Regions from separate parts of the Danio rerio genome. Here regions 1 and 2 are each linked to region 3. Evidence: chromatin contacts called from public Hi-C and HiChIP or PLAC-seq data. All regions are on one chromosome and are shown on one strand. The core of a region is the stretch at or near the end of the contact, and the rest is flanking DNA. Distances in the headings are between cores, read along the strand shown.

Region 1 (3,325 bases), core at 604-3,103, 130 kb before region 3:
TTTTAATAAAGTTTTGGATTCTGTTCGCATGTAGTAGTAGTAGCCTAATAGTAGTAATATTCATCACCATAATTTTTTATTTATTTATTATGAATTATTACACTCTACTGTCACTCTAATGAAATCGTTTGGTCTAGATCCTATTTATTCTGGGGAAACAAGTCAAAGAAAGGTCCTAAGGAAATAATTTGCTTTTAGTTTTATTGTTGTTTTATGACGTTTAATGGACACACGAGCAACAAAATTGAGGGTAAAAATAATTTGTAGTCTAGGTTTGCATTGTATTGTTATTTTTTAATAATCAATTATTTACTAAAAATCAGTTTTCAATATTGTTGAACGAATTTTAAAATATTGCATTTGCGCATTTCTTTATATTTGTTAAAAAAAACATGTTGGTGGGAGCAATGTGAAAATTGAAATGATGATTGTGTCCAACTCTCCCAGAGTAGCTAAATTTAAATGCATTTTCTTAGCCTTTATAGTCTGATTTGGTGAAGTCTGCTCGAGTTGCCCCAAAAACTCGTGCCACCAGCAGTTGTGCCTTGCTTCACCCCGACGTCTGTTTGAGACCACAAAGGCATTCGAGCTACTGGTCCCTTGGGAAGTGACATGCTTAGTCATGTGGAAGTATATATTAACCAGCAATGCACACAAATTAACGATGCCATTGTTAACAACAAAGCCTAGCTTTCAAGTCATTACTGCCTGTCTGGTCTTAAGTTGGATTCCAGTGTTTGATGTTCGCTGCCAATCATAGTTTTGGCAATAGTTAATCATCTCCCTAATTTATACATAAATGCAGTAGATTGGGATTTAGACAGTCAATCTATGCTGACTGACGATGAATTTGTTATGCATCACCTGAATTGTTTCAGTTTACATTTCATATTTTAGATATATTTTATACTTTAATATTTGGATGTAAATGCAATGCTTATAACGCTTTCATATATATATATATATATATATATATATATATATATATATATATATATATATATATATATATATATATATATATATATATATATATATATATATTAATGAAAAAAATTTAGGGGTGTCTCCTGTTCATCAGCCGAACATTTTTTTGAAATCGCTTTTTTTGCTTTATAATGTTGTTAATTTTGGCATTTAAATAATGTCCAGTAATCATTTAATTGAGGTTTTTGGTTATTCGCTACACCAATTCTGTAAACATGCCATATTTATTCGTTTTGTAAAACTAACGAACTTGCTTTGGTTTTTCTATTAGACATTTGGTTAAATGTTTAAGAAATTGTTAAAGTAGATCATTGCGCTACTTAAGCAATTCCCGGTTTAAAAAGTCCTACTGGGAACATTGAGCTTATCTGTATTTTAAAATTCTATGCGGTTGTATAACATAAGAATTAATTAGCACAAACACAAAATGTGTTTTAATCGACCGACTGGTGCAAGAACCTCTGCGCCTTCTTTTGTTCCTCAAACATCTATTTGAGTTTCACAATTGTGTTTAATGGAATACAAGGCCAATGCTGTAGTTGTACACTAAGAGGCTATGAACAAAACACATGTATCTATAGATTCTTATATGACAAAATAGAATTAAATGATATAATTATATAAAGAAGTGCAGTTTGATAGCGTGTATTACTTTTAGGCCTTGCTATCTAAATAGAAATCGATCAATCAAACGTTGGCATTGTTTTGTGCTCAAAGGTCTGATGGAGTGAATAAAAAGCAAGGCACTCCGCGTGTGCGTGCGTGTTGGTCTTACCCTCTGCTTTTTGTGATTGGTCGAAAAAAAACTTGCTCGTTCCCCTCCATGCCCACATGAATAAAAGAAGACTGCGAGAGCCTATCGGTGCGCACGACACCCCTCCTACACCGCGCGCTAAAGTTATCCACTTCAACTACTCCCAACCCCTAAGCAGACTTTGTCAACCAAAACTATCAGACCTTTTAAGAAAACACTGCAAAGAATTAAGTAACCTTTGTTCACTCGAGAGCGTTTGGAGTACCCCCTCCCTGGCGCGCGCTGCATCTTGTTCTTGCGGTAGTTATTTTGCTCATGACCCCCTCCGCACGAAACGACAGTTTATCTGTGTTTGATTTTTTGGAGGTTTCACATCCCCGCAATAGTCTGGCTGGATAACATTTTTAAATTTTTTCTGTTTTTGGTGAAGATTGGACTTCTGTTCATTTTTAGTCATTAAGGAAACATTCATCAACAAGTCTGGACTTGCTTTCTCAGTTTAAACATCAGCCTCATTGTGCCTCGTCATTTATTCAAGTAGAATGTCATCCTTACCGGGAACAGTACCGCGAATGATGCGACCGGCTCCAGGACAGAACTATCCCCGCACCGGATTCCCCTTGGAAGGTTGGTTGGACGGGTGTAGGGTGATTTTTATTTTTTTTTGTTATAAGTCATTTATTGTTGTAAATTATGGCAGCTCTAAAAAACATTTTAACACTACACGATTTTAACAGGCCTGTTTTAAGAAAAGTTGATTTAAGCAGAAGTCCAAAATTGAGTTTTCGCGTCGGAAAGCTTGAAATATATAGGCCTACTTGTGTCGATTTTTTGTGGCTTTATTGCATTTTATGTTTTGTTCAGAAAGCTTGCGCATATTCCTTGCATGCGAAAAAAAAACTTTTTACAAGGCCATTAGGTTAGTATTTAAGTGGGTCAAATAAAACGTCCAAACACTAAGCCTGCCTGTCAGTGTAGGATTTGTTGAAATGATCTAGTGGTGAAGTGAATCCAGAATGCACAAAGGATAATAGCATACTAATATTTATACAACAGCACTGCGGATAATGAAGTAGGACGCATCCAGGCCGAGAGGTCCACTGAAGAAATTATTTTCATTTCTATTTAACAGAATTCTCTGGTTAATTTAGTTCATTTATTGACAGGAAGAATAATTATTTTATCTCACTTCGCATGAGAATGTTGAACGACAAAAGCTTAAAGTTTGATGTAAATCATACTTTTTTTTGTTTTAAACTATATTATTTTGTTTTAAATAAAAATATCCCATTATTATTTTATTGCATTTTGTAACAAAGCAGGTTTATGATTCCATTTAATTGTATTTAATTGTTTTCCTATTTGTCATACCAATTAAATACGATATATTTTAAAATATTTTTTATTAATCCTACATTTAAATAGTAGGCCTAATTGTTATTTATGAGTGTAAAATTTAAGTCTGAAATTTAATGCAAGCATTGGTCAAAGTTAGATTTAATTCCCATTTTTCTACTGCAGTTTCAACTCCTTTGGGCCAAGGTCGAGTGAATCAGCTTGGCGGTGTATTCATCAATGGCAGGC
Region 2 (3,053 bases), core at 179-2,678, 150 kb before region 3:
CGTAATAAATCTGGAACATTATTTCAAATTGTCTATAAATCACAATCAACTATTTTATCCCGAAAATTACAATTATGTTTAAACCCCCAAATCGTGATGCCCTATTTATTGGTGTCTGTTTTTGTTGTTGTACTTTTTTTCCATGCTGTATGTTAAATTAAGTGTGTGCAGTATCCTTTCATGAAGGAAAAAGATGAACTGTTACACCGTTAACACTGTGTAACCTGAGTATAAGCTGGTCTTATTATTTTTCTCCCCTCTCTGTAGTATGGAGTGCTATATCACGCAAAACTCATCAACAGTATGAGTTTAGATATTAAAGAAAACAGTCAAGTATTAGTAGTAATGCTCATCTGAATTTTGAATAATTTAAAGAGCTTATTGGGTGTTTTTATAAGGCAGGTTCTGAACAATGCCACCAGTGAAAAGTGTGGTGATCAAAAACGAGTTGCAAAGGTACGAACAGTAACAAATGGAAAGGACTGGACATAGGGGTTAGTATTGAGGTCTCATTGTGAGCATTAATCAAAGTGTTTTGTCCTGTTTCTTTCTTTACTGGCCACATAGATTAATTGCAAACCAATCTATTTGTTTCTTTAAAGAGTGGCACTTGCAGTTTCATTTTGCTAACGTCTGTTACAAGGGCAGAAATGCCACTGCCTTGCCATTTAGTGTCAAAACGCTGGACACTGGGTGTAATTCAGCTGTTGGTGAATGATATTTTGCTGTCTTTTTAAACCGTTTACTATGAAGTTGCTTCATTGAAATATTTACTACAAAGGAAAGTCGTAAATGAAAGCCTATGATTGGTCCTGGCCTTGTGTTTCATATTTTGTTACTTTAAGTTGAGAAAGTTATTTTATTTTTTTAATCTTGACATTATCAGACCAGTAGTTGTTTACATTTTGAGCTACTCTTGTTTTTGTTCATCAAACGAAATGACCTGTTTTCTGTGTGAAGGCTAATGTTAACTGACTTTGTTTCATCTGCTGAGGAAACATGCACTTCTAAAATGTACAGTATTGGTGTAGTTTTTCACACCAGACTATTTAAATAAAGTAACTTATTTGTATGAAGATTCTTTGATTTATTTGAATTGCTGTGTTGTGATGTTTTTTTTATTAGTTTCAAACTATAATTCACTCATCATGGCACGCCTTGTCATATCAAAGGAATCAACCAAGATGACATCACTTATCTCCTATATACGACGAGTGAATAATACCGATTCTTTGTGTTCAAACCAGTCTTTACAAGTCAGGCCTGGCAGCTCCACTGGCTTATCAGTATGCTAAGGTGGGGTGATATCAGCTTTATTGTGATTCCAGAGTCTTTATCTCTGTTGTTTGCTCAAATCCGTGATAGTAAGGAGACTGTTAAGTCTTTAGGAACTCCAGCCTGAGTCACTTCCTTTTAAAATACCACCACATCAACGTGCGAAAAGTTACAGAGAAGTGGAATATTTCTAAAGTAAGCACCCCTCGGTGACTCACCACTGTGCTTCAGTGTTTCTGCTGTGAATACCAAGTGTTGTTTCCCCTGATGTAATTGTATGACCACATATAACTACCAAAGGAATTAAATGTCTACATGTACTGTACGTAAATATTATGGCTGATTTGTTGTAAGAGCCCACACTTGTAAACATTTAAAAACTAAATATGAAAACTGTCTATAATCTCCGTCGTGCCATCTACAGGTACTTTTTGTCAACAAATAACAAAAATAACCAACAATAAAACAATAGTATTGTAATAAGTAGAGTAAATACTACAGTGTATTTAAACCTTACTATAGTAAAGTATATTCTACTGTGTCCCTGCTGACAAATCCAGCTTAAACCAGCCTAGGATGGTTGGCTGGTTTTAGCTGATCGACCAGCCTGGTTTTAGGGGTTTTGACCACTTCCAGGCTAGTTTCCAACCATTTCCAGCCTGGTCTTAGCTGGTCAGGCTGGAAAGTGACCAGCTAAAACCAGCTTGACCATCCTGGTTTAAGCTGGACACAGCTGGTTTTGGCTGGGCTCCCAGCCTGGCTAGGCTGGTCAAGCTGGTTTTAGCTGGTCATCTCCCAGTCTGTCCAACTAAAACCAGGCTGGAAGTGGCCAAAAGCCCTCTAAAACCAGGCTGGTCGACCAGCTAAAACCAGCCAACCATCCTAGGCAGGTCTAAGCTGGATTTTTAGTAGTGGAAATATTTCCAACTCTTTGTTAATAATTGCTATAGCTAGTGTAGTATCAACACTGAATTGATAAACTGTAATAAATACTGTTGTATACTTTTTTTACTACAGTAAACTGGTGTAGTATAATATTATAATTGTAGAAATCATTTACAGTATTGGGTGGTTTGTTTATATTAATATAGCTGTATTATCACGGTAACTGCAGAATTACCACAACAGATTGATTTAAGTTCTTTCTTTGAAATAGATGGTTGAAAAACTTTTTTTATTCATTTTGGAAAATTAAAACAGTCAAGCAGCGCCATCTCCTGTCCTAAGTGAGAAACAACCTACACTCAGCTATTTATATCTCTTGCCAGAAAAGTATCACATATTGCCTCAGGAACGGCTTGTTATTTGTAGACTCGGAAGAAAGGTGCTGAAAACATTCATTAGAGATTTTGGTTTATACTGACATGAAAGCATCAGTTCAGTTGCTGCACAGCCTTTTTATGAATCTCCCGTTCCACGTGACAGCTATGACATTTAATAATCACACTCATGTTCAAGAAATAAGAATTAAGAATGATTTATATATACGCATTTAAATATAAACATTTTACAAAATGTAGAGAAAGTGAGCATATAGTTTTATAAAATTTTATTTTCTGAACATAAATCCTGACTGGATCGTGGATACTCAAAAGCAACCCAAAGCCTTCTTGCTTTTTTGAAATGTTGTCTTGACATAGATTTTGTTTGATATTTATTGTCATACTAATAATTTAAAAGTCAAACAAACTTCACTCATACATTCATTCATTTTCTTGTCGGCTTAGTCCCTTTATTAATCAGGGGTCGCCACAGCGGAATGAAACGCCAACTTATTT
Region 3 (3,097 bases), core at 535-3,034:
GAACATCCTTTATGTTCAGTCTTGACCTTTATTTTAAATGTACATGAATGCCATAAAGGTGCCAAAGTTTACCATTGTGCCTTAAAATCAATCTGCTTCAACTAACATTGTGTCATTACTCTTGTGTAATAACCCCAGGGGTCCCAATCCAATGGAAAAAGAATTGACAGGTTGGTGACTTTTTATTTACATGTTCTTTTTATGTAACTATTAAATATTATTTATATCTACTGCAGGTTATGGATAAAATATGGTCATTCTAATAGTTTAATAACAAAATATGATATTTTTATAAAACGCCAAGCAAATCCGACCCCCAGGAGGTCCCAACCCACACTTTGGGAACCACTGATCTATTACACTATATACAAAATAATTTGATAAACAAAAAAGTCATGACAATACGTGTTTTTACTTCAACTTATTTGAGTAAGTTAATCAGGTTTCAACAATTTTTTTTTTCAGTTAAACTTTAATTTATAGTTGCATTTGAGCATTTTGGAATCCTTTCAGCTGATCGCCGGGTCTGGCGTGAGCACTTTTAGCTTAGCGTGCTTCTGCCAGACCCAAAGATCAGCTGAATTTATTCAAAATGGTATACTTTTTAAGGGGACTTTGCAAAAAGTGGAGTGTTCATTTTAAGTCAGATTAATTTATACAAGTTGAAATGACTAAACTGGTTCAACTTTAAAAATTGAAGTAAAAAACTTTTTTTGTAGAGTGTATGTAAAATGGCTTTGACACAATCTACACGGTGAAATGCACTAAAAGTAATATGACTTGACTTAATGACTCAATGACAAGGTAAAAGCCTGAAAAGGCTTTTCTGTGTAAATTGGCCTCCTTTTCTATATGAATTATCACAACCTAACAATCAGGTTCACCAGTAAACATTTTTTTGTTTTTAAAAGATGACCAATAGGTGTCTAATAGATATCTAAACATAGTCATCTTGGCTAAAACAAGGCTAAATTTGGGCCGTCAGTGAAAAGCTAATAGACGTCTAGGAATAGGCCAAAACTAGTCATCAAATAAGCAAAAATGAATGACTACAGGCGAGGCAGTGGCACAGTAGGTAGTGCTGTCGCCTCACAGCAAGAAGGTTGCTGGGTCACTGGTTCGAACCTCGGCTCAGTTGGCATGTTCTCCCTGCCTTTGCATGGGTTTCCTCTGGGTGCTCCGGTTTCCCCCACAGTCCAAAGACATGTGGTACAGGTTAATTGGGTAGGCTAAATTGTCTGTAGTGTATGAGTGTGTGTGTGGATGTTTCCCAGAGATGGGTTGTGGCTGGAAGGGCATCCGCTTTGTAAAAACTTGCTGGATAAGATGGCGGTTCATTCCGCTGTGGCGACCCCGGATTAATAAAGGGACTAAGCAGACAAGAAAATGAAAGAATGATGAATGACTACACAAATAAAGTCTTTCTATTTGACGACTAGTCTAGTTTTGGGTTATTCTTTGATGTCTATTAGATTTTCACAAACAGTCCAAGTTTAGCCTTATTTTAGCCAAGCTGTGTATGTTTAAATTTCTATTATACCTCTATTAAAGACAAAATTGTTTGCTGGGTCACCTTAGTGGTATGAGGTTGTGTCCCACTTGATACATAGAGAAGCGGTGAATTTCCCTCTCCCAATACCAACTAAATAGCCTGTAAATCTAATCATGGGCTTATCCTGCCCTCCTCAATGGCTCCTCTTGTTTCCCACATTGGAGAGGATCGCGCTATGCAACATTTCATCACCATCGCCTCATAAAGACATCAGTCTCCTCCATGATGGCGGGCAGAAGCAGCGCGAGCAGTGAAGCTGTGAGTCATTGCTTATAATCCCAGTGTCTTTATTACAGCGCATGGCAACATTTCCTTCAGCCGGATCAGTTGTCTTTTTCCGGTGGGTGTTGTAATGGAGGCCGAGGGCTGCTGTAGCCGAAGGTGTTGATTTGACGTTAGGTGTGAGTGATACAAGGCATGTGGGGCTGGTCTGAGGACAGAGGGGAGAAACCCCAAAAGCTCTGCAGGCATACATGTCATGCATATTGTAGCTAAGACATGTTGAAAGCATAATAAAAACACCCTGTTATGTGGAGCCACACAGCGGTTCACACTGCCGCAATGACAATTGTGCAGTTTAAGTTCATTTAGATGCTTTGTGCGTGGTACATTTATGAAAGATGGTGACGCAGTAGGTAGTGCTGTCGCCTCACAGCAAGAAGGTTGCTGGTTTGAGCCTCGACTGGGTCTGTTGGCATTCCTGTGTGGAGTTTCCTCCAGGTGCTCCGGTTTCCCCCACAGTCCAAAGACATTCAGAATAGGTGAATTGGGTAAGCTAAATTGTCCGTAGTGTATGAGTGTGTATGGATGTTTCCTGCATTTGGGTTGCAGCTGGAAGGACATCCGCTGCGTAAAACATGTGCTGGATTAGTTGGCGGTTCATTCCGTTGTGATGACCCCAGATTAATAAAGGGACTAAGCCGAAAAGAAAATGAATGAACATTTATGAAAGGAGTTGCTTCTTGTTGATTTTCTCTGTTGGTTTTAAACACCTTGTTTTACAATAAAATAATGTTTCCATCATAATTCACTACAATTCAAAATGTTAGTACAGAATTTCTTATGTTCTTGAATTTATGTTCACTAAGGCTTTGATATGTATTTGATCGAAAATCTAGTACATTAATCTTTTAAAACATTAATTTCTTTCATCTTAGTCTATGATTTATCAGATGTCGCCACAGCGGTATGAACCGCCGACTATTCCGGCATATGTTTAATGCAGCAGATGGCCTTCCAGCCACAACCCATACACACTCTCATTCACACACTTATACACTATAAGTGTTGGGGGTAACTCATTACAACTAACGTGAGTTAGGTAATAATATTAAGTAACGAGTGAAATAACGAATTACTTTTCAAAATTGAGTAATAATATTTGAGTTGCTTTTTAGTTAAATTAATTAGCTTTTAAAACAGGCAAAAAAAAAAAGATGGCAGAGCCTTACATTTCTGCGATATAAATATTTCTTTATTTTGAACACATAGAAGAAAAGGAAAAGAGGATGACCTGAATGGACAGTGATTGCACTTTTTAAAAAA

Evidence for each region. Hi-C and Micro-C count contacts between places; a contact is called where the count stands out from the background. HiChIP or PLAC-seq counts read pairs in DNA pulled down with a chosen protein or histone mark.
Region 1: a contact with region 3 is called in an H3K4me3 HiChIP or PLAC-seq map of embryo, with 3 times the contacts expected there. The contact joins the promoter of pax7b here to the enhancer-like site in region 3. A contact is called at or near these places in 2 of 18 Hi-C or Micro-C datasets (embryo and hematopoietic stem cells) and 2 of 4 datasets of contacts at active chromatin or transcription factors (caudal fin and embryo).
Region 2: a Hi-C map of hematopoietic stem cells shows a contact between it and region 3, with 3 times the contacts expected there. The contact joins two enhancer-like sites. A contact is called at or near these places in 9 of 18 Hi-C or Micro-C datasets (embryo, fibroblasts, hematopoietic stem cells and 1 more) and 1 of 4 datasets of contacts at active chromatin or transcription factors (caudal fin).

Annotation. Positions count from the first base shown.
Region 1 is chr23:23,766,592-23,769,916 of GRCz12tu, forward strand. It overlaps pax7b (paired box 7b), which reads left to right and starts at 1,854. Exons shown (of 9, transcript NM_001146149.2): 1 at 1,854-2,368; 2 at 3,263-3,325. The coding sequence starts at 2,284. All of the region lies in intron 6 of LOC141380486 (a long non-coding RNA gene), which reads right to left.
Region 2 is chr23:23,748,898-23,751,950 of GRCz12tu, forward strand. errfi1b (ERBB receptor feedback inhibitor 1b) reads left to right here. Exons shown (of 4, transcript XM_689863.10): 4 at 1-1,076. Among named protein-coding and RNA genes, the nearest start is that of errfi1b, 8.5 kb to the left of the region's middle. Within about 2 kb of position 1,429, at least 16 of the 62 cell types and tissues checked have an H3K27ac peak or open chromatin away from gene starts, as enhancers often do.
Region 3 is chr23:23,896,952-23,900,048 of GRCz12tu, forward strand. It overlaps a transcript of kcnab2b not described here. Among named protein-coding and RNA genes, the nearest start is that of kcnab2b, 79 kb to the right of the region's middle. Within about 2 kb of position 1,785, at least 3 of the 62 cell types and tissues checked have an H3K27ac peak or open chromatin away from gene starts, as enhancers often do.